Linked DNA regions of Mus musculus: all the other regions are linked to region 2. The links are chromatin contacts, called in public HiCAR-type and HiChIP or PLAC-seq maps. All regions are on one chromosome and are shown on one strand. The core of a region is the stretch at or near the end of the contact, and the rest is flanking DNA. Distances in the headings are between cores, read along the strand shown. Region 1 overlaps 2900026A02Rik (RIKEN cDNA 2900026A02 gene). Region 2 holds the start of Tpst2 (protein-tyrosine sulfotransferase 2). Region 3 overlaps 2900026A02Rik (RIKEN cDNA 2900026A02 gene). Region 4 holds the start of Grk3 (G protein-coupled receptor kinase 3).

Region 1 (5,430 bases), core at 487-2,986, 940 kb before region 2:
TGCACAGAATCTAACTCCTCCTGAGCCCCCAATCACATCTGCCTACCTTGACGCCTGCTTTCAGATCTGCTCTGCCCAACATTAAGTCCTGGCTTTATCTGCTGTGTGACTGCCATCGGGTGTGTTAACCACTCTGAACCCGTTTTCTGTGTATATGAGGCAAATTACTTATCCATGAGGGTAGCTGTGGGGACAGAGAAGGACTTGGCAGGTGTGTGTTGGTCCTAACTGGATAGAGAAGGTGCTCAGTGAACAGCCGGGGTTGGGGGCTGCGGGGCGGGACAGAAACTAGCATCAAGAGGTGCAGCTGGTGGCTTTGTCTTCCCATTGACAGCAGGATGGAGCCTGCAGCCCCACAGTAGGGAAGGTCAGGTAGGTTGTGTGGAGTTTGGTAGCTTGTGGGTTTGAGGCCACCCTGCCAGAGCTTGTGTCTCAGAAGACATCTGGCAGTGAACGCGTTAATGTCTCTGTGGCATGCGGCTCCTGTGTCGGTTTGCTTTGTCTGTGATCACTCTGTGTAACAAACATCTCCCAAATGAGCAATTTTTAAACATAGGCATGTTTTGCACTCCGGTCAGCGAGTGGCTTGGCCAGTCAGTCCTCTGACAGATCTGTTGGCTGACAGCATTGGGGTGTGCTCTTCAGGGGGTGGGGTGGGGCTGCAGGTGTGCAGGTGTGGGGTACCAGGTGTGCAGGGGTGGGATACCAAAGAGTGCAGGGGTAGACAGCAGGTGTGCAGGGGTGGGGTACTAGGTGTGCAGGGGTGGGGCAGCAGGTGTGCAGGGGTGGACAGCAGGTGTGCAGGGGTGGGGTACCAGGTGTGCAGGGATGGGGCAGCAGGTGTGCAGGGGTGGGGCAGCAGGTGTGCAGGGGTGGGCAGCAGGTGTGCAGGGGTGGGGCAGTAGGTGAGCAGGGGTGGGCAGCAGGTGTGCAGGGGTGGGGTACCAGGTGTGCAGGGGTGGGGTACCAGGTGTGCAGGGATGGGGCAGCAGGTGTGCAGGGGTGGGGCAGCAGGGATGGGGCACACACCGTCCCCTCTCCCTTGCCCCATCAACCAATCAGTCAGTCAATCAATCTAACAAAAAATGTTAAAGACGGATAACCGTAGACATCCCTTGTGGTGTTCTAGGACCTTGTGACTTATGTAATAACGACACAAGGCCCATTTTACACAGAACGCACTGTGCTCCGCTTGGAGTCTGTTTCTTTAATGTGCGCAAACTATAACTTTAAATCTCCCTTGTTTGCACCGCTAGCAGAAATAAGGACAGCAGCAGCCATAAAATAATTAATCATTAACACGGATTGGCCAGGGGAGGGGGGGGCGGCGGTGTGGTGGCTCACTCCTGTAATCCCAGCACACAAGAGGGAGATGTAGAGGGACTGTCAACGAGTTTGAGGCCAGCCTGGGCTACATGGTGAATTTGGTGCAGCAGCTTGTGTTGCTTTTGTTACCCAGGCAGGAGGGTCGCCAGATTCCCAGAGGCCCTGCCAGAGGTGGCAGGCGGAGGGACCAGGCTTGTCTTGCGTGGCTCTGCCTCCTGGAGAAGCTGGAATACTTCCCCCAAGTCAGGGTGGCAGCTTCACACTACCCATTCTGTGGCACTTTGTTTGCTTTGCTCCTCCTGTGGCTACAGGCCTTTCCCAGGGTTTGAACTGCCCATCCAAGGAGTGAGTGTGCAGGGCATCCCAGCGAGAGAGGCCAGTGGCTCTGGCTGGCTACCAAGGGTCACCCTGTGAAACACACAGCCTGGCCTGTTGGGACATGATGCCCAGGCTTGTAGGCTTTGCCCTCTGAGACTGTCTAGGGCACTGGGCGGGCTGGGGAGGGAACTCCCAGGGACCTTTGGCTTGGTACCCCGCCCAAGTTCATCTTTCACTTCAGCTGGTTGTGTGTCAGGGACCTAGCTTGGCAGCCGGAAGGGCCAAGGCTGGGGCCAGTGAGGATTAAAGTGTATTAGAAAGTTCCCAGCGTGGGCCTCTCTGCGCTATGCCGTGGTGAGCATCTCCTCTCTCTGGTGCAAGCAGACAGAGCCAAGTGAGTCTTCTGCTACATCTCCAGAAAGGATCCAGCCCTTTAAAAGGCAGGGCCTGGGGGAGCCACCGTTCGCCCAGGATGTGCTGTGTGCCAAGTCTCTAGCTTGGGAGGTGTTGGGTTCTGCGTCTTCTTGTCACCCTCCGAGTGACTCAGATGGTTGCTCTGCATCATTAACCTTTTCATGGGCAAGCTGACTCGAGGTGCGGAACTTCAGGAGAGATGCCTGTCTGCGTCAGCTGAGGCACCAGGACTCCTCAGTCCTGGGAGGTCCCACGTCCAGCCAGAGTTCCGCCTTCTCTAGGGAGAGTGAGCCCTTTTCATATCTGTTACTTATTGAGCACCTGCTGTGTACCCAGGCCCCAGGCTAGACCCATCCTACCATGAAGGAGGAGAGAGACGTGGGAGACAGAGAGCTATTTCCAGGGCAGTGTCTAGGGTCCAGTCTTGGTCCTGCCTCCCATTAAGCCTTGAGGCCAGACTGTTTCCTCTGTGCCATTAGGATGTGGTTAGGATGTGCCAGCGATAGGTGATACTGTCCCTCCTGGAGAGGGGAGATGGCTTGGATACTCTCAGATTTAACTTAAGAGTGCGTGTAGATGCCCATGAACCACAGGCTCCCCCACAGCCCATATGTTCCACTTTCCTTCAGTTCACTCAAAAGTGGGTGGAAGGGAGGGAGGGAGAAAGGAAGGGAGGCGGCCCAAAGCCAGAAGAATTTTCGGAATGCCCAGAATGCTGGCTGACCCAGCCGGTAGGTGTGAGCCATCTTTCCCAGCTTTGGTGGGGTTCAGCCCATCCGCCAGGCTGCTGGGTGTGCTGCCCAGTTCTCAGCCTGAGGCCTGAGTCACCCCTGGGAGGTGCTTTTCTAGGGACAGACCCCACCCGACTCAGAGCCACACAGCCTGGGGTCACAGGTGTGCACGTTAGGGCTTGTGAAGACGGGTACCGCTGCAGCTCTGTTGAGGCAGGTGGTGATGGGCGAAGCTCCTACTGTGTGCGGTAAAGCACCTACTGTGTGCCAGGGGCTCCTTCATGGTGAGGTTACATGTCCCTCAGCCTGAAGGTGCCATGAGGGTGCTGTCTAGTGCACCAACGTGTGGCCGGTCTTCTGTGTTCTGTGCAGTTGTCTCTATGTGCTTCTGCCTTAGAATGCAGCCGTCCCTTACCTGGGCGAGCAGTGTTCCACCCTCAGACTCCTCTGTTCGACAAGGGACTGTGAGAAAGGAGGGAAGGCCTGTAACCATATGCTCTAAAGAGTCCATGCTGATAGCATGCGTTTAACTGAGAGATGACCATGAATGCCATAGAACAGGGACTTTGATCTCTGGAAACTCTCAGCTGTGCGTCCCTGGGCATATCACATCCCTCCCTCCTGCCTCAGTTTCCCTTCTGTAAAGCAAAGTCCCGAGAATCCCGTTGGTTAATACCTCTGTTCTTTTTAATTGGGTTATTATTTTTACTTTTATGTTATGTTTGCTGTGTATGTTTTATGTATGTTATGTCGCAGTCCCCCGAAGTGGAGTTATAGAAGTTGTGAGCTGTCACGTGGGTGCTGGGAATCAAACCCCCGGTCCTCTGAAGAGCAGCCAGTGCTCTTAACAGCTGAGCACCCTATTCCCACCATCCTTACAGCTTGTCATTTTACATGGCTGCATACTTTTCCTTATTGTGAGTAGACCGACTCCTAGAATTCTGTGAACTGTAACTGGCAGATGGAGTGGGTAGCGTAGGGTGGGGACCACAGCAGATGTCCAATGTTATAGCCCCATAGGCATTGTCCTTAGCGCATGGTGTGGGAGCAGTGCAGACTGGGACTTCACCCCTTCCTGGCCTGCACACTGGGCTCCTTCATGAGCCCGGCTGATCACCATCTCTGAGGATGCTTCCTGTCCCTGCTGAGGCCTGGCCAGCATCCAAGTTCTAACCGCTGGACCGTCAGGAGGTGGCCCATGTAAGATGAGCTCCCGAGAACCGTCTACCTCCTCCCCTGGCTGCCTGCAGAAGCAGCTTCCGGAGGACTGGCTGGGCTGGCCGTTCTCGTGCCATGGAGAACTGGAAGGGCAGAGAGAGGAGAGGGTGGCAGGGAGCCACGGGGCAGGGTGGATGATGGAGCCGGGTTCTCAGAGGTGAGTTGGGGGCCAGGGTATCTGCAGGGGAATGACATGGTGCTACGTTTTTGTGTGACCTTGGATGGGGGCATTGTGATGGGTCAGTCTGTCCTTAGTCCCCTCTGTGCGACACGGGGCTGAGATGGGGGTCTCAGCCTCTCTTGCACTGCCTTGCATGTGGGCCGGTTGGTCCCTTCCTTCCCTCCCCCTCCCCCAGCCTGTCCGTCTGTCTGTCCGTCCATCCATCTGTCCCAGCTCTGGTGCTGACTCAGCAGGCCCTGCTCAGTGCCTGTTCCTCTTGCTAACTTTCCTCCAATAAATCTGGGTCACCCTCATCATTGGTGTCAGTTGCCAACTCTGGCTGTAGGTGGCTCAGCATTATTTATTAATTCGTTGTTCACTTATATATTTTGTGCGCCTGTTGTGTGGTATATGTATGTGTGTGCACAGGACCGTGCTGACCCAGGAATGGGCATGTGGAGGTCAGAGGTCGACATTGGGTGTTTCCCCGCTCCGCATCACTGTCTCTCACTGAACCTGGTTGGCCAGCCACAGAGCTCCAGGGTTGCTGTCCCACCTCCCAGGATAGAGTGATAGTCACACACCATCACGCTGGCTTTTCTGTGGCCGCTGGGATCCCATCTCAGGTCTTCATGGAAGATGCCCACTGGCAGCCACCGTGGCCACTGCTGCCTTTGCTAGTAAGGTTTAGGGGTCATGCTGTTGGCCCTTGCACCTCATCTGCCGGCTTGTCCTGCTGGAGTGTTCTTGCATCTAAGAGGCCCATTGCCTGGCTGGACCTTAGCAAGTCCCTGGCTGACCTTCAGGGACTTGAAAAGCTGGGTTGGGGCCTCTCGACATGGGAGGGGGATTTCTGTGCCCTTGAGATCTGAAGTTCAGATCTCAAGCTCAGGCTTGTGTTTCCTAGCCTGTGATCAGACAGACCGACAGACAGGCAGGCAAACAGACAGGTTCTGACATGACTACCTGAGCCTGAACATCTACTAAGGAAGGAAACTCCTTTAGTTCCTGAGGCACCAAGAGCCACCTCCAAGTATCCAGTCAGCAGAGAGGGCTGAGGAGGTTCGAGGGCTTCTTGGCTCTGACACACACACACACACACACACACACACACACACAAGAGACATACACAAACATATACACAAAGACACACACACATAGATACACATACACATAGATACACACACACACATACACACCCATACAAACATATGCATACACACATACGCAAACATACACATACATAAACACACATACCCACAG
Region 2 (5,579 bases), core at 2,910-5,409:
CACCAAGTCAGACTCCTGGGGCCAGTCCTGAATGTAACACTGGGGTCAGTTTGGGGGTGATAGGGATCAGGACAGCCCAAGACACCTGCCCGGAGCCTCAGGAATTCAGTTTGGAACTGTAAGTTTCCTCTACAAATGTCTGAATGCCAGTTCAATTAAAACCAGAATAGCAGCCAGGCTCAGTGACACAGGCCTGTTGTCCTAATTCCTAGGAGGCTGACGCAGGAAGACTGAAAGTTCAAAGCCAGCCTGGACTACAGAGAGAGTTCTAGGCCAGTTTAGGCAGCTTAGTAAGACCTCATCTCAAAATGAACCAGGAGTAGACCTCCGTTGTAGTTCAATGGGAGAGAGCCTGTCCAGCATGCATAGAAATCCTAGGTTCAAAGCCAGCTGGCCAACCTAGAACAGCCACATCACCAGGGAGCTAAACAAAACCCGCAGGCAGTGAATCCCTTCTCTAGCAGGAAGAACAGGCCCAGAAGGGGAAGCGCCTTGCCCAATACCACAGCCATCCGGAGGGAACTGGGGCTTGCAAGCCTCCAGGACTTCACAAGGCGAGAACCCTGTGTCTGTCCACCCTGCCATTCAGGAGGAAGTGAGATAGGCAGATACAAATGTGCACAAGAGTGGCTAATACTTGTAACCACTGAGCCCAGGGGCTCATGTGCCGGGCCTTACCAAGGGAAATGAGAGAGGAAGGTCCGTAACCGATGAGGATAGCCTTGGCCTCAAATCTGTCTCCAACCTGGCAGCTGCATGACCCTATAGTCCCGACAGCAGCAACCACTGAGGCCTCTGTGCTCTGTGCCTCCTCTGCCGTCAGGAGAACCGAGTTAAGGGCTGTAAGCATCTAGGCCAATGGCTGGCACTCAGTGGGCCTTGCACTGTTCAGCCAGGTTTGTAATCACTGAGGTTTGCAAAGGGCAAACTGGACTGCTGATGACATCATGCCCCCTCCTATCCCCAGGAGGTAGCAGCTACTTGTACTCTGCAAACTCAGCCCAGGGGTAGCAAGAAGCAGCAACAGCTCCAGGCCTGGCTTCCAAGCAGAGCCGGTGATACTAAGAGAGGTGGTGCCAGCTCTCTGACCTTGCCATCTTTCTCCCACAAGCCAGCCTAGGTCAAGAGCCTGGCAAATGAGAGCATCCACTTGGCAGCCGGGCCACCAGCTGCCATCTCTCCAGCAATAATGTCTGTTCCCCCTTGTCCTCCACTGCAATTTCTCCAGCTTGGCCCAGCCCTTCAGCTATTTCAAATGACTCATGTGCCCATAATTCCTCCTCAGCCCGCGGCTTGGGATGGGGGAGAGGGGCATCCCAGACCTCTGCGGTATGTCTGACACTGGGCAGGCAGCAAGACATGGACGGTACGGGGCAAGTACAGACTTCCTCTCAGGGGAACTTCTGCGAGGTCGCTTGGCACGTCAAAGCCACCCAAACCGTACCTGAGCTCTCGAAAGATACACTTATGAAGCCACACGACTCACAGTCTAGCTACAAATACACCCACAATGCCCTGGAGGCTTTCTGGAGCTCAAGATGCCATACTGAGCTCTGAGGATGTACGTTCATTCCCCAGCAGGGACTCGAGGCCCAGGGAGCTCCCTTGATTCCTAGACTACTTTCTTCACCAAGGAACTTGTGGAGAACGGTGGAGCTACACTAAGTGCCGGGGGCTCTGTTTCCCCAGTTCTGTCACCAGCCACAGCCAGATGACACCATGCAGGACCTGTAGGGCAATGCTGTTTTAAACCCTGCAACAGGTAACTACCAGAAGCCTGGACTGACGTTCAGAAATCGGACTCCCTTCAAGAACGTAGCTCAAGGCTATGGAAATAGTTCACTGGGTAAGAGATCATGCTAGGCTAGCCTGCGGAACAGAGACTGGGTCTCTGCATGCCTGGAAAAGGCTGGGTGTGGTGGTACACAGCTTTGATTCCAGCAGTTAGGAGGCACGTGGATATCTGTCAGATGCAGGTCAACCAAAGGCTACACAGTATGGTCTTGTTTCAAAAAGAAAAAAAAAAAAATCTGAGTTCAGCAGCGTGTGCCTGCAATCCCCGAGTTGGAGTTATAAATTAGTCCCAGAGGCTCCCTGGCCGGCCATTCTAGGCAAAATGGCAAGTTCTGGGTTAAGCAAGAGACTGTGCCTCAAAAAACAAGATGAGGCTCGACAGAGAAAGGCATCCTACATCAACTGCCGGCCTCCCCAGACCCTACACGTGCACAGACACACACACCACCCACAATAATTATAAAAGGAGTTCAGTTCTATTGGAAGCTCGATCTCCTAGCTTGCCGGAGGCTCTGGGTTCCACCCCAGCACTGAATGCAGAAGGTGTCACGATGCACACCTGTATAGCACTCAGGAAGTGGAGGCAGGAGGAACAGAGGCTAAAGGTCATCTTCAGTTCCATAGTGACGTGAAGGCCAGCCCGAGTCACAGGAGACCCTGTCTCAATACACACTTTCTCGACGGAGCTTGCACACACACACACACACATGCACACATGAACGCGCACCCCCCCCCTCACTGTGGGAAGCACAGTGACTCTCTTTTATAACCTTACCTCCCCCAGCACAGGAAGAGGGTGGGCAGGTCCAGGCCCTAACCCCAACAGGTACTGAAGCTGTCAACCACAAATCTGCTCACCACTGCTGCTTACTAGCAGGTCCCAGGAACCGCCCGGATGACATGCAGGGTACCCCTCAGAGCACTAATGAACTAGGAAATCATTTATAACAAATGCATTGAAGCCAGGAAGACGCTGATGTTTCAGAAGAAACGAAACATATTCAGAATTTATGGGAAACCTCAAGCCAGGCAAGTGGCACAAGCCTCTAATTCCAGCACTCCGGGGCTGAAACCGGAGAGTCTGGGGTTCAAGGTCAGCTTGAGGTAGATAAGACTTGGTCACAAATATCATCATAACCATCACATTCCAGAGGCAGTAAAGTGGTAAGGCACTTTGGGAGTTTGGCAGCTCCTCAATAGGTTAAACTTTAAAGGGATCCTGAAATTTAGGCAAAACTGAAAAGAGAAATACAGTGTGTGTATTCCCAGCAACAATACTAATCACAGCCATAAAGGAACATCAACCCACTGTCCATCTACAAACCAATGGACTACACACACACACACACACACACACACACAATATCCACACTAGGAAATACTATGCACATGAGGAACCATACACAGAACCACCCAGAGCAGAGAAATCCATAGACAGATAGTAGTGTAGATGAAGGTGAGCCGGGGTCTGGGGAAAGAGGTTTGGGAGTTGAGGGTTAGGGACTGCTGCTTTGGGGGATGTACAAATGTTCTAAAAGTAGACGAGGATCAGTGCGTAATGTGAGCATCCTAAAACCCACCAACCACCTAAAGTTTACTTCCAAAAGAAGATTTATATGGTTAGTGGATCAGACCTTCAGAAAAAGTGTTACAAAAAAAAAAATCCTTAGATACGGTTTTTAAAACAAGATATGGTAAATGGAATGAGCCCAAGGCGAGGCAAGGCGGGTACAGCGGTTCACAAATAACTTAACAGCTTCTTCAGGGTAACGAAACAAACCCAGTTCTGTATGTCCGGAAACAGAGGCTGGAGAAAGGGCATGTCCCCAATACTAAGCCGGAGCCTCCCAGCCCGATCTGCCCCAATGCAGAAGCTGGGCCTAACTAACCATCGGGCATCCCTGCTAGAATGAAAGAAACAAGGGGTTGGGGAGGGCAAGGAACAGTATGAACACCGGGAGCAGTGGGTACAGGGGCAGCCACCTCTGGGGGGAGGGGGGAGGGTCACACGCTCGCTCGCGCGCACAAAACCCCGCGGGAGAGTTTCTGCCCCGTCCTAGCTGTGAGTCCCAGCGCCCGGGCACGTGACCCCAGGCCTCAGTTTCCCACGTGTGAAGCAGGAAGCAAGCAAAACAGGGCAGAGCAAGAGAGGTCTACGCGTTCTTAAGAACCACCGTGGGCCGCGACCTCCGCAAGTTAACTTCCCCGCGGCGCCGCGCGGGTGGGGCTCCAGGCCACGCGCGTCCTCCCGCGGCGACCAGGCCTGTCCGCGCCGCCCACCGTCCGGACCGCGCCACGCAGCCCTGACCTGGTACTGGCCGAGGCCGCTGCCACCTACCGTGCCCAAATCGGCGCCCGCGCAGACTCCGGCTCCCTGCCGGCCGCCAGGGAGGCGCCGCGAGGGGCGGGGCCGCGTGTCGTGACGCAAGGGGCGGAGCCACTCGTGATCACGCCCCTGTCGCCTAGTGCTTGACCACGCCCCCAACGTCTATCGCTAGAGCCGCGACACTCCAGGCTTGCCCAGAGGGTTGGGGGCGGGACCCAGATAGGCCCTGCCCACACGCACGGCCTCCGCCACTCCCCCTCCCCTAGCTTCCCCTCTAGCGCCATGACGCAAGGGGTGTGGCCAAGAGAGCCCGCCCCTTCCAGCGTTGCCCCGCCCTCATCTCCTCCCCGGGGGCGGAGCCCCTGCCGTTAGAGCTTGCTGCTCTGGCTCCTTTAACTACGCAGGGCGTTCCTCCTCTGCACGGCATCCTTGAGGGCGCAGCCACAAGCTGGCGTTCAGACGCTGAGCGGGATGGCTGTCCGTCAGCGCAGGGGTGTGCACTATAGGTACAGGATTGGGTCCCAGAAAGGAGCCAGCCCAAGGTGTGCAGAGCAAAGGAGAAGGTGTAGGCTAGCCTCTCGCTGCGTCCTCTATAGCCTCTGTTTACAGCGCGCGCGCGCGCGCACGAGTTGTGGTGTGTTTTACCATTTTAAAATACATTAGATGGCTCGTTTGGTAAAGACGCTTGCAATCCCCGAAACCCGTGCAGAGATGGAAGAGTAGAACCGGCTCCACAAAGTTGTCTCCGACCTCCACACGTGTGCCTTGACACACAGTAATAAAAATAAATATTGAAAATAAAATCCTGGTGTTTGCGAGATGGCTTAGTGGGTAAGAGCGCCTGCCTCTAAGTCTGACGACATGAGTTCGATGAGGGACCCACATCATACAAGGACGTACCCCTCCCACCCAAACAAATCCTTTGACCTTCCAGGGTGTTGTGAAACCGTATACCCCAAACCTGTACAAAACTAAATGAAATTCATTTTTATACTAGTTACAACTAACACAAATATCTCTACAGGCCAGACAAAGCAAGGCACACAGATATGTGTTTGTCATTCATTCATTCATTCATTCATTCATTCATGTAGTCTATAAAACAGTGCCTGCCCTGTGGGAGATGCTGGGCTGACAAAGTCCCCGTCTTGGTGAAGCCAGTTACCAAAAATGAAACCACACAACATAGCATTTACTGAGTGCATATTTGAGATTTTTTTTTTTTTTTTGTGACTAACGACACAGCTCTGGGAGTTTTATACTATTTATGGGTGAAGAAAGATCAAAGAGCAAGGTCTGCCTGAAGGGGACTTCTGCTCCGCTGAGGGCTTTCTCTGAGCTTTATGATTCCACAAGTAAGCTGGATTCCCCTCAACAAGCCTTCCCAGCAGGGTCTGGAACTGGCCAGGCAAGAGTAGGTTCCAAAACTAGTCCAGGGAGGAAAAAATGAGGTGCTTAC
Region 3 (4,843 bases), core at 1,055-3,554, 830 kb before region 2:
CCCTCCCTCCCTCCTTCTTCCTCTCCCTCCCTCTCTTCCTTCCTTATTTTCTTTCCTTCTTTCTCTCTCTCATTCATTCATTCATGACAGTGTTTCTCTGTGTAGCTCTGACTGTCCTAGAACTCCCCATGTAGACCAGGCTGGCCTCGAACTCACAAAAGAGATCTGCTTTCCAAGTGTCAGGATCAAAGGTGTGCACTGCCACCTGGCCTTTCCTGAGGGTTTCAAACATCATTTTCTTGTGTGTGTCATTATCAGAACCTCCTGGTGCATTGGTGGGAAGGGTAGAACAAGTAGGTTGCCAGGTGGGGGGACTGTAAAGAGCTGTGGATCCCACAGACGTAGCCACCCCCTACTCCAGGCCCTGCCGCTCACCCATCTTGCAAACCAAGAGCTACACTCTGCTTAGTTCCTGTGCCTTGGTTTCCTCCTCTGCAGGCAAAGTGCAGACTGAATGGCCTCTGAGCCCCACCACCCCTGGGTCTGCTGTCTAGGATTTGGTTCCCCTGATTTAAGACTTAGCAGAACTACGGCAGAGCCAGGGTACCAAGACTTTCCTTTTTTTTTTTTTTTTTTTTTTTGCCTACTTTTGCTTTTAAGCTTTTGAGATGGGTTCTTTCAATGAAGCTTTTGCTAGCCTAGAACTCAGTACATAGCTCAGGCTAGCACTGAACTCATGGCCATCCTCCTGCCTCAATCCCCTAAGTGCTGGGATTACAGGCATGAACCGATCCCACCAAGCTTGTTCTGAGTTTTCTGACATGCCCCACCTGCCTGGGTCACCAGGGAGCACGAGGTGTCTTTTGCAGGTTTGTCATCTCTTTGGGGGCTGAGAGAGGAAGTAACAGTGTAGGGCGGGTGAAGGCTTGCCGTGTTATGGAGGGAGATGGAAGAGAAGGAAGAGAAGGACCTGTTTTCTTGGGGAAAGCAGGGCTCAGCATTTAGTCACAAACAGGGAGGCTTCATTGGGAGGAGCCTGAACTGCCGAGGCTCAGGACAGGTGAGGTTAAGGTCTGTGCTGCTGTAGGGAGGGAGGAAGCCACACTTTGACTTAAAACCCTGAGAGCCACTGGCTTTGCCTCCATGAGCCCCTGCAGCGAGGGAACCCAGTGTTGCCCAGGAGGCTGCTGCTTCAGAGGCCTTGACTCGCTTGCCTATCTGCTGTGTTTAGGGAGCTTGGGCAGAGCTGAGAGAACACACAGTCAGCCGAAGGTTTTGCCTTCACGTGGGCTCTGAACTTAAGGCTTTCTAGGAAGTATAAGAGTTGCGAGTCCCTTGGGAAGCGGCTGACTGTGGGGCCTTGTAGCCGTGACACTGAGATGCTCTGACATCTGAGGATGAACACCCTGCGGCTGACTGTGAGTGTCAAAACAGCCAGCTGTTTAGCAGCCACCACCCTTGGGACTCTTAGGTGGCTGGCACTGTGTCCCACACAGAGGGATGTTCTCTGGCCACCGAGGGGCGAGCATGTGGAGGAACTGACCCAAAGAAAATCCCAGACTAGAGTCAACCAGGGTGTTTTATTTGGGTGATGGACTATTTACAGGTGTTCCCTATGATTGTGTACCTGTGTGTGCCTGTGTGTCTGTGTGTGCATGTATGTGTACATGTGTGTGCATGTGTGTTTGTGTGTGCATGTGTATCTCTGTGCATGTGTCTCTGTGTGGGTGGGTGTGCATGTGTGTCTGTGTGCATGTGTGTCTGTGTGTGCATGTATGTGTACATGTGTGTTTGTGTGTGTGCATGTGTGTCTGTGTGTGCATGTGTATCTCTGTATGTGCATGTGTATCTCTGTATGTGCATGTGTGTCTTCATGTGTGTCTGTGTGTGTGTGTGTGTGCATGTGTGTCTTCATGTGTGTCTGTGTGTGCATATATGACTGCATATGTGTCTGTCTGTATGAATGTGTAGGTTGTGTGTGTGCGCAGGTGTGTCTGTGTAAATGAGTGTATGTGATGCTGACAGATGCTCTACCAATGAGCCCCCCGCCCCAGCTCCCATTGCAACTCCTTTGCAACAGAGGTGGGCCCTGGCTCTGAGGCCACACAGAAAGGCTGCTCCCAATGCTGCTGTACTCTGTTGCTCGGCCAAGATGTTCTGAAGTGGGAGGAAGCCGCGCCAGGATGATCTTCTCCCTCCTCATCCCCCACCTCCAGAGTCCTCATTGAAAGACCGTAGCTGGGAGAGTCATGAAAGGCCAGGCTGGGAGGCCATCTGAATCACTGCTGAGTGAGCAGCCCACCCAAGGCCACTCTTGGTTACTCTTGAGAGCTCCAGGGCATAGTGGCTGGTTTCCATGGTGACAATGCAAGACAAGGCCTTTCTCACACCATCCGGATGAGTGGGGACGTCAGCAGGGCAGGTGTCACACTGACTCATGAGCCACCCCTGATGTCAGGCACTAGACAGGGCCCACGGCTAGCTCTGTGATGACCTGTCCCCTTGCTTCCAGCCTGCAAGTCACACCACTGGTCCAGGGCATCTCTTTCCCTGTTAGATTGAGCTCTATGAGGTGGCCTCACATCAGGTGACTTGATACAGGCTCAGGGTCACTGCTATGTGGGTGCGGGGCTGGACAGTGCTGGGAGGTGGTCTGGTAAATCTGGAATGTGGGAACAGCCTTCCTGGTGTTTCTAGAGTGTTGAAGTGGGAGGAGATGGGCTGCACTGTGTTGGACACAGGCACTGACAGGGCCAAGTGACACCCATCAGGACCCTGTACCTGGCTCTAATAAGTTACTTTTCTTGGTGCTGTATCAAGATTCTGGCTAATGGAGGGAATTCTGGTTATCTGAGGGGGTTCTGGTTAACTGAGGGGCCCTGGCTAATGGCGTGGGTTCTGGGTAACTGAAGGGGTTCTGGTTAACAGAGGGGTTCTGGTTAACTGAGGGAGTCCTGGTTAACAGAGGGGAGGTTTTCTCCTGCCCACTGCTCCAGAAAGCACAGCCCACTGTGGTGGGAAGGCCTGGCCACAGGGCATGCTTGGTCCTTGGTGGTAGAAATTTGTTCACATGGAGGATCTGGAAACGGCTTGGGCAGGAAGCAGGACAGATTCACTTTAAGCCGGCCTCCATCAGCCCACGCTGCTGGTGAAGCCTTATGCCCCAAAGATTTCATAACCTCCCTAATGGAGACCAGGTATTCACACAGAGGTGCTGCAGGGGACATTCATACCGGAACCAAGCCACAGTCCATCCAGAGTGCCCATCTGAGCCCAGAAAGTGCTGCTTCCTGTCCTGTCTCAGCAGACTGGGGTGTTGGTCTCCTTTGCGCTAACATGGGAAGCAGCGGGAGCCGGGTACTGTGAGGGCGTGTGTCCATCTGTGCCTGAATCCCTCCTCCTGTCCTTGCAGAACCAGCTGAAGCAGTGTTTCTCCAGGCGAGCCCCTGAGGCCAAGGATACTGACACCCTCGTGCAGGAAGCCGACAGCCAGTATGGGACCTGGGCAGACCAGCACCAGAACGGGGGCAGGTAAGACTCACCTAGGTGATGCTGCCCGGTCCTCGGTGACACAGATGGGACAGAGGCTGCCTTGGTTTCTGATGCCGTGATTAACACTGTGACCTAAAGCAACTTGGGGAGGAAAGGGTTTTACATTTCCACATCACGGTTCACTACTAAAGGCAGTGAGGGCAGGGAGCTGATGCAGAGGCCATGGAGGGGTGCTGCTTACTGCCTTGCTTCCCCTGCCTTGATCAGCCTGCTCTCTTATAGAACAAAGACTACCAGCCCAGAGATGGTCCCACCCACATCAATCACTAATTAAGAAAATGCCCTACAGCCTTGCCTAAAGTCTTAATGGGGGCATTTTCTCAATTGAGGCTCCCTCCTCTCAGATGAGCTTGTGTCTGGTGGACATAAAACTATTCGGCACAGAGTCTATGTGACAGTCTCAGAGATTTCTGTATTTTAGGAAATTGTAACAGGAAGAGGCATAAGAAAGGCATAAGAAAAGCTCAAAAAGATGGAAATAAAGTGTAAAATATTGACAGCAGGCAAGCAGTCTGGACAGTCAGGAGCGTGCAGAGGTAGGCAGACCCACAGGGACAGACACCCACAAGGACAAACGTACAGACATAGTAAACTGGAACACTGCTGTAAACAGGAGGCAGGTCAGCAGTGCGGGCAGCGGTCTGGGTACCTTGTGGTAGCACAGCATTCTGAGGTTCGTCAAACACAAGGCTCCCCACACGCATCCACACGTGCCTTAAAGCATTTATAGACGACAATGCCATATTACAGTGCCAAAGCCTGGTCTCTCCCATGAGGCCAGGCTGGTCTCTCTGGGGCCGGCTGCACAGCGCTGTAGGGTGTGTCACTCCTGGTAAGCTCTGTGTCCGGAGTGCTTTTCCACTATGTAAACACACTGAAGATGGACGGACAGACAGCAGCCCTGGGTCCACCCCAAGCCCAGGAAACAATTATGTACAACAATGAACAGTAACAGCCAACAGCAAAGTGTAAAACCAGAAAACCGCTATTGGGCCTCAGGGTCACAACTGCATTTGTGTGTCTGCTGTCAGGAGTGTGTGTGTCTGTGTGAGTCTGTGTGTTTGTGTGTGTACACATACCTGACGATTCATGGTCCGCACACTATTCTGTAAGCAGTATGAGCATGTATGTGGTTCGAAGAATCCTCTTCTGCCTGGCTGGGAAGGAACCCTTGGGTCAGCTGTTGGGAACTGCAGATGGGAGGTGGTGGCAAACCCATCCCTCCCTCATGGGGGGTGCAGGGTCAGTGAGATGAATCTGCCCACGGGCACCTTCCTCCACAGAAAGGGCAGGTGCCTGGCATCTGCTGCAGGCTTCGGTCATGCCTGACTGACTAGCCCTATGGTCTCTG
Region 4 (5,537 bases), core at 2,848-5,347, 740 kb before region 2:
TAGTCACTTTCTATCTTATATTTTGAGAAAAATAGCTGAACTTGGAGTTTACCAATGGGCTTTGATCTGCCTACCAACACTGTGTCTGCCTGTCCTCACCTCCCAGGGCTGTGGTTAAGGACAGGTGCTCCTGTGTGTGGCATTTTACAGGAGGTTTAGGCATCTAAATTCTGGTCCTTGTATGACGAAGAACCTCATTCACCAAGCTGCCTCCTCAGCCCTGTGTTCTGTGTTTGAAATAGAGCATATCTATGTGGCCCAGGCTGACTTCACACTCACCGTGTAACCCAGGCCGCTCTTAGCCCTGCAATCCCATCCTCCTGCCTCACATCCCTAGAGCAGGTTACAGGTGTGGGCCTCATGTCTGTGGCTGTAACCCAAACTCTCCAGCAGGCATCAGTGGAAGCAGTGTGCGAATGTATGTGTGTGAATGTGTGTCTGGTGTGTGTGTGCATGTGTGCATTCTGTGTGATGTTTGTATATATGATGTGTGTATTGTGAGAATGAGTATGGGTGTGTGAATGTGTTTATGGTGTATGTGTGCATATATGTACAGTTTGTGTGATGTGTGTGTATGAGAATGCGTGCATATGTGTGTGGTGTGTGTATGTAGTGTGTGGTGTCTGTGTGTATGTGAGTGTGTGTGTGCATGTGCACACACGTTTGGGGGGCATATCTACTGATTTCAAACTCTTCCAATCTGAGTAGATTTCGATCCTGTGAGGATCTTTTCAGTCTGCAGGCACTTCCTTCAGGAATCAACACCCAGAGATTATGTGTGGCATCCTGACAAGCTCCGAAAGCTCAGACCAAGAAAGAAAGCCAGCTAGTTCTCTCCTTAGCTTTTTTCCTCAGAGGCTGTTATTAGAATATACTCTGGTGGGCCAGAAGTATGTTTTCACATTCGCTAGTCTCTCTCTCTCTCTCTCTCTCTCTCTCTCTCTCTCTCTCTCTCTCTCTCTCTCTCTGTGTGTGTGTGTGTGTGTGTGTGTGTTACCTATTTCCACCACGTGGCTCCCAGGGATGGAACTTTACCCATGGAGACCTCTTGCCATCCTGAGAGCCATGTCCTGAATATGCCAGTCTTGGCCACATCTCCCCTAAAGATACAACGTGGGGGGAAGAGAGAGTGAGCATGCTTTGAACCATGCGGGAACCCTGGAGTTCTGGCAATTCTCAAAAGCAGCTTGTGCTCTGAGCGCTTTGGTCCTCTGGGGGTGGAGGGGGCTGGGTTGGTATGGTTTGCCAGCGAGTCCTGCCCACCGAGCACACACGTGGGTGGTGATTTGTTTTCTGTATCTTTCTAGAGACTGCAGGCTGGCGAGGATGCTGTCTAGTGACAGGAGTCTGAGGCTCAGCTATGACAACTGTGTCAGTGTCATCCATACCTTCTGTTTTCGGTGAGCATGAAAAAAACTGCATCACATTGAAAGACCCCAGCTATGACAGAGGGGCAGGAACCAGCAGAGGGAAGCCAGAGTGGGCTGCCAACTACTACGTCCAGAAGTGGTACCTGGGCATGAGGTCAGCTGACCTACACAGTGAGGGGCTTCAGAAACACAGACATGTTTTGGACACGCTGTTCCCTCTGTTAGAAAAGCAATCGCCTGTGTTTATAAATGGACATCACTGTTGCCATTTTTGGATCCTCGAAATGCCCTAGGGAGAAGTTATTTTTGGTAAGGGGGTCTTCCTGCTTCAGTGTGTAACTGTGAGTTGCTGGTTTGGAATCTTCTCCAGCATGGGCCAAGTGAGAGTAGAAAAGGAGGTGATCTTGGCGGAGGATCTGCTAGGTGTCAGGCAAGGTGCTTGCCCGTATATGCGTGTCCACTGTGTGTGAACCTGTGTGTGTACATGTGTGTGCATTGTGTGTGCATGTGTAGATGCCTGTGTGTGCATGCATTGTGTGGGTACCTGTGTGTGTATGTAAATGGGCATTGTGTGTGCATGTGTGCATTGTGTGTGCATATGTGTGTATTGTGTAGGTGCCTGTGTGTGCATTGTGTGTGCATGTTTGTGTGTATGTGTGTGTGTGTGTGTGTGTGTGCACCTGAGCAGGCCACATGACAAACTTGGGTGTTATTTCCCATTTGGAACTTCTAAAAAAATTACATTTATTTACTGTGCGAGTACACGCATGCATAGGTCAGGCACACCTTCCACATGTTCGCTCTCTTCTGCCTCCAAGGGGATCTTGGGGACGAAACTCCACACTTATGGCAAGAACCCTTACTTGGTAGGCTACTTTGTCTGCCTCTCATCTTGTTTTCTGACACTTGCTCTCTTAATGATCTAGAAATCATGAGTTCAGCTAGGCTGGCCTGCTGCTGAGCCCCGGGGCTCCCCCCATCTTGTCTTCCTGGTGTTGGGGTTCCAAGCATGTGTCCCCATGCACTCTATGTGGGCTCTGACAGTTGAACTCAGTTCCTCATTATTATGTGGCCTGCACTTCCCATCCCAAGGTACAGCTCTAGATGCTGCCCTCCCCCTCTGTTTACTCAAAAGAACTGGTCTCATTACTCATGAGGACAGAGCCACAGAAAGCTGGGACCTTGCCCCTGATTTCTCTCAGCCTTTTAGCATAGACTAAAGGTTTGAATGTGGCTGTCTTCATAACTTACTACCTACCACAACTTGGAAAAGGAACATGACAAGACAAAAAAAATCTTACTAGGTCAAAAAGGACCAAAATCAATCAATCAATCAATCAATCAATCAATCAAAAATGGGGAAGGTGGGAGGGTTATTTGTTATCTGATCATCTGAGGATCCCAGATGATTAAAAAAAACAACAACAACATTTTGGAAGAAACAATATTCAGACATGAAGGAGCAATGTGTTTTGGGGGGAACTTACCCCTCTCTCCTCACTGGGTAGACAAGGCATCTATGCTCCCATATTTGGGTGAAAAAGTGAATGGAACTGGCAAATTCAACTGAAGGCTTGGCTCTCCCTGTCTCTGCCCCATTATACAGTGGGCACTATAGCGGTGATGTGGGCTGTCTGTGGCAGACCCAACTCCTTCAGGATGTTCCCACCCCTTCCCACCTATACCTTTTCTAGTCCCTCTAAATACTGTGCCTTGGGGATTGAGAAACTTCTGGTAAAACTAGTCCTTTGGGAAACAGAATAGACAGAAAACAAAAGCAGGAGAACTAATCAAAAAACGTGACTGTAAACCCCCAACAGTTCACTCTAACCCTGGCCAATCCCGGGTTCACAGTGATGTATGGCAATTTGGATAAAGGCCCTGCAAGCTTATGATGTCTGCAGATTTCCTGATCCCTTAACAGGTACCACATGGATTTTGAATGTGGACCCCTGTGCCCAGCTGCAGAGAAATGAAATAGTGACCTAGGCAGGGTTGGGAATTCCCTACTGCCCAGAATCAAGTCTCAGCCCTTCCACTTCCCTGAAAACCCAGGAGGCTCTGCACTCTCATAGGGGCACTTCCTCTTGTGGTTCTTGAGTTGGTAGAGAGCCTGCAGAAGCTAGGATACCTTAACCCCCCCGCCCCCCAACTGGACACACACCCTGAGGCCTTTCACCTGAATGCAAGCCAGTTATGACCTTGAACCTAGAGTGCTTCCATCAACTGGGTCCCCTGGGACAGCGCTGCTCCAGGGCAGGACTCTCACCCCACTTCACCCTGCATGGCGGGAGCCAAGCAACTTTCTCTTCTATGCTGGTGTCTCTTGGCTTGGTTCTCAGAGGGAGGTCTAGGGTGGGGCTAATGGCTGGAGACACCCCCTGCTGTAGCTCTGACCTCTATTTGGCAATCATTCGAAAGAGCAGGTGGGACTACTCCAGGATACCTCTTGAAGCGTCCTCTCCAGGACAGTGTGCTATTGGAGACCTCCTGGAGTGTCCACTCAGTACTGGGCATCTGGACTGTGCTTAGAGAGCTAAGGGTGAGAAAGAGAGGAAAAGGAGGAGAGGAGAGAGAAGAGAGGAGGAGGGAGAGGGAGAGGAGGAGGGAGAGGAAGTCCCTGGTGCCTGAGAGGCTGGGTCAGGAGCGCGTGGCCGCGGACGGTTGGGGGCGCGCCGGGCTGGGGCGCGGAGCCGCGGAAGGGGCGGTGCGTCGGGGTCCGCGTCGGGGTCGCGCGTCGGGCGCGCCGTGGCCCCGTCGGGGCGGCGGGAGCTGCGGAGCCGCCATGGCGGACCTGGAGGCCGTGCTGGCCGACGTCAGCTACCTGATGGCCATGGAGAAGAGCAAGACGGCGCCGGCCGCGCGCGCCAGCAAGAAGGTCGTCCTGCCGGAGCCCAGGTACTGCTCTGGCCCTCTCCGCCCTATCCAGTCTCCTTCGGTTCTTTCCCTCCCTCTCAGGTCCCTTCCGGATCCCTCCTGGTCCTCTCCCTCACCTTCCCCCTCCCCCCCCTCCCCCGCCAGTTCCCTCCAGTCCCCTCTTGTCCCCTCTGGTCCTCTCCCTCCTTTTCTGGTCCGCCCGCCAGTCCCCTCCGTCCCGCTGTCCCAGGCTGGTTGCAGGGCTGTCTGTCTCTCAGCCCCCCTGCCCCTGTCCTCTGGCCCCTTGCAGTAGTAAGTAGACCTTGAGTTCTCAGTTCTGTCACCAGCGCCATTACCTGAGCCACTTTCCTCAACTTGGACCCCTGGCGGCCTGCCCTTTCTGGGAAGGATGACAGGAGAGCCACTTGAGCCTAGCCTGGTCTTGCAAGACTGGAGGTTCCCGCTGCACCGGCTCCGGCTGGCCGCTCGCTGCCAAGTTGCTCTTAATATCACGACTGATTTATTATTGATTTTTCTGAGGTGTGATGGCCTCTTAGAGCTGTACTTGTCCCGGGGAGTTCTAGGCGGTGTTCCAGAGTGGGGCTGTGTGTCACTTCTTAATTGACCCCACTGCCAGTTGCTTAGCTGGTGTGGCTTCCTTGAGTTGATGAAAAAATTGGCTCGGACTTTACAGCCACCCCTGAACCATGCAATTCTGTAAGGCTCTAAACCAAAGCTGCATCCCCTTTCAAATGGTCAAGCGTGACACGCCCATGTGGCGGCAGTGTTACCTACCTTCATGTGAGAGAAAATATACACATTTACTCGTCTAATTTTTTGAGGTCCTGGAGATGGGACCCAGGGCTTCACACACGCCAGGTAAACCGTCTGTCTCCTTAGCAGTATGCATAGCCCTCAGAGAACCTTTCAATACCGAACAATGGTCAGATTATTATTTTTTTTCCCGATCGTGTTTGTGAGCCCCGTGATCCAGGAAACATCAAATCCCCGTGCCGTGTTTGCTAGGAAGAGTCACACTGTACACACAGCTGCGCTGGCTGGGTATTTTTGGCTTGCCTTCCCTTGCAAGCCTTGGCCCTTCGCTGTTTTTTTTGGGGGGTGTGTTGCTCCTTGCGGAGTGGAGCAGGCACAAGGGGACACTTGGGTGGACTGGACAGTGCTTGCCTTCCTGGAGTTCAGCCTGTCTGAGACTCACTGAAAACAGGACTTGATTGAAATCTTCAGTAAGTGGGAGGGACCAGACCCAGGGCTCCCCAAGTCACAACCAAGCAAGCTTCAGTAGAAAACTTT

Evidence for each region. HiCAR-type assays count read pairs that join an accessible place to other places. HiChIP or PLAC-seq counts read pairs in DNA pulled down with a chosen protein or histone mark.
Region 1: a contact with region 2 is called in an HNF4G HiChIP or PLAC-seq map of pancreatic cancer cells. The contact joins the enhancer-like site here to the promoter of Tpst2 in region 2. A contact is called at or near these places in 1 of 39 promoter capture datasets (embryonic stem cells), 3 of 115 datasets of contacts at active chromatin or transcription factors (astrocytes, embryonic stem cells and pancreatic cancer cells) and 1 of 9 other capture datasets (pancreatic islet).
Region 3: a contact with region 2 is called in a HiCAR-type map of astrocytes, with 2.4 times the contacts expected there. The contact joins the enhancer-like site here to the promoter of Tpst2 in region 2. A contact is called at or near these places in 2 of 39 promoter capture datasets (the C10 cell line and liver), 1 of 484 Hi-C or Micro-C datasets (large pre-B cells) and 4 of 115 datasets of contacts at active chromatin or transcription factors (astrocytes, cardiomyocytes, large pre-B cells and 1 more).
Region 4: an H3K27ac HiChIP or PLAC-seq map of bone marrow-derived dendritic cells shows a contact between it and region 2, with 4 times the contacts expected there. The contact joins the promoter of Grk3 here to the promoter of Tpst2 in region 2. A contact is called at or near these places in 3 of 39 promoter capture datasets (cranial neural crest, embryonic stem cells and hippocampal neurons), 3 of 115 datasets of contacts at active chromatin or transcription factors (bone marrow-derived dendritic cells, embryonic hindbrain and embryonic stem cells) and 1 of 9 other capture datasets (embryonic stem cells).

Annotation. Positions count from the first base shown.
Region 1 is chr5:113,213,192-113,218,621 of GRCm38.p6, reverse strand. All of the region lies in intron 1 of 2900026A02Rik (RIKEN cDNA 2900026A02 gene), which reads left to right. Among named protein-coding and RNA genes, the nearest start is that of 2900026A02Rik, 5.4 kb to the left of the region's middle. Within about 2 kb of position 1,736, at least 77 of the 459 cell types and tissues checked have an H3K27ac peak or open chromatin away from gene starts, as enhancers often do. A contact at or near this core is called in pancreatic cancer cells and pancreatic islet, where this site is marked.
Region 2 is chr5:112,275,325-112,280,903 of GRCm38.p6, reverse strand. It overlaps Tpst2 (protein-tyrosine sulfotransferase 2), which reads right to left and starts at 4,159. Exons shown (of 7, transcript NM_009419.5): 1 at 4,133-4,159.
Region 3 is chr5:113,100,087-113,104,929 of GRCm38.p6, reverse strand. It overlaps 2900026A02Rik (RIKEN cDNA 2900026A02 gene), which reads left to right. Exons shown (of 13, transcript NM_001375886.1): 7 at 3,353-3,471. Among named protein-coding and RNA genes, the nearest start is that of Crybb3, 21 kb to the right of the region's middle. Within about 2 kb of position 2,304, at least 35 of the 459 cell types and tissues checked have an H3K27ac peak or open chromatin away from gene starts, as enhancers often do. A contact at or near this core is called in astrocytes and pro-B cells, where this site is marked.
Region 4 is chr5:113,014,098-113,019,634 of GRCm38.p6, reverse strand. It overlaps Grk3 (G protein-coupled receptor kinase 3), which reads left to right and starts at 4,097. Exons shown (of 21, transcript NM_177078.4): 1 at 4,097-4,268. The coding sequence starts at 4,156.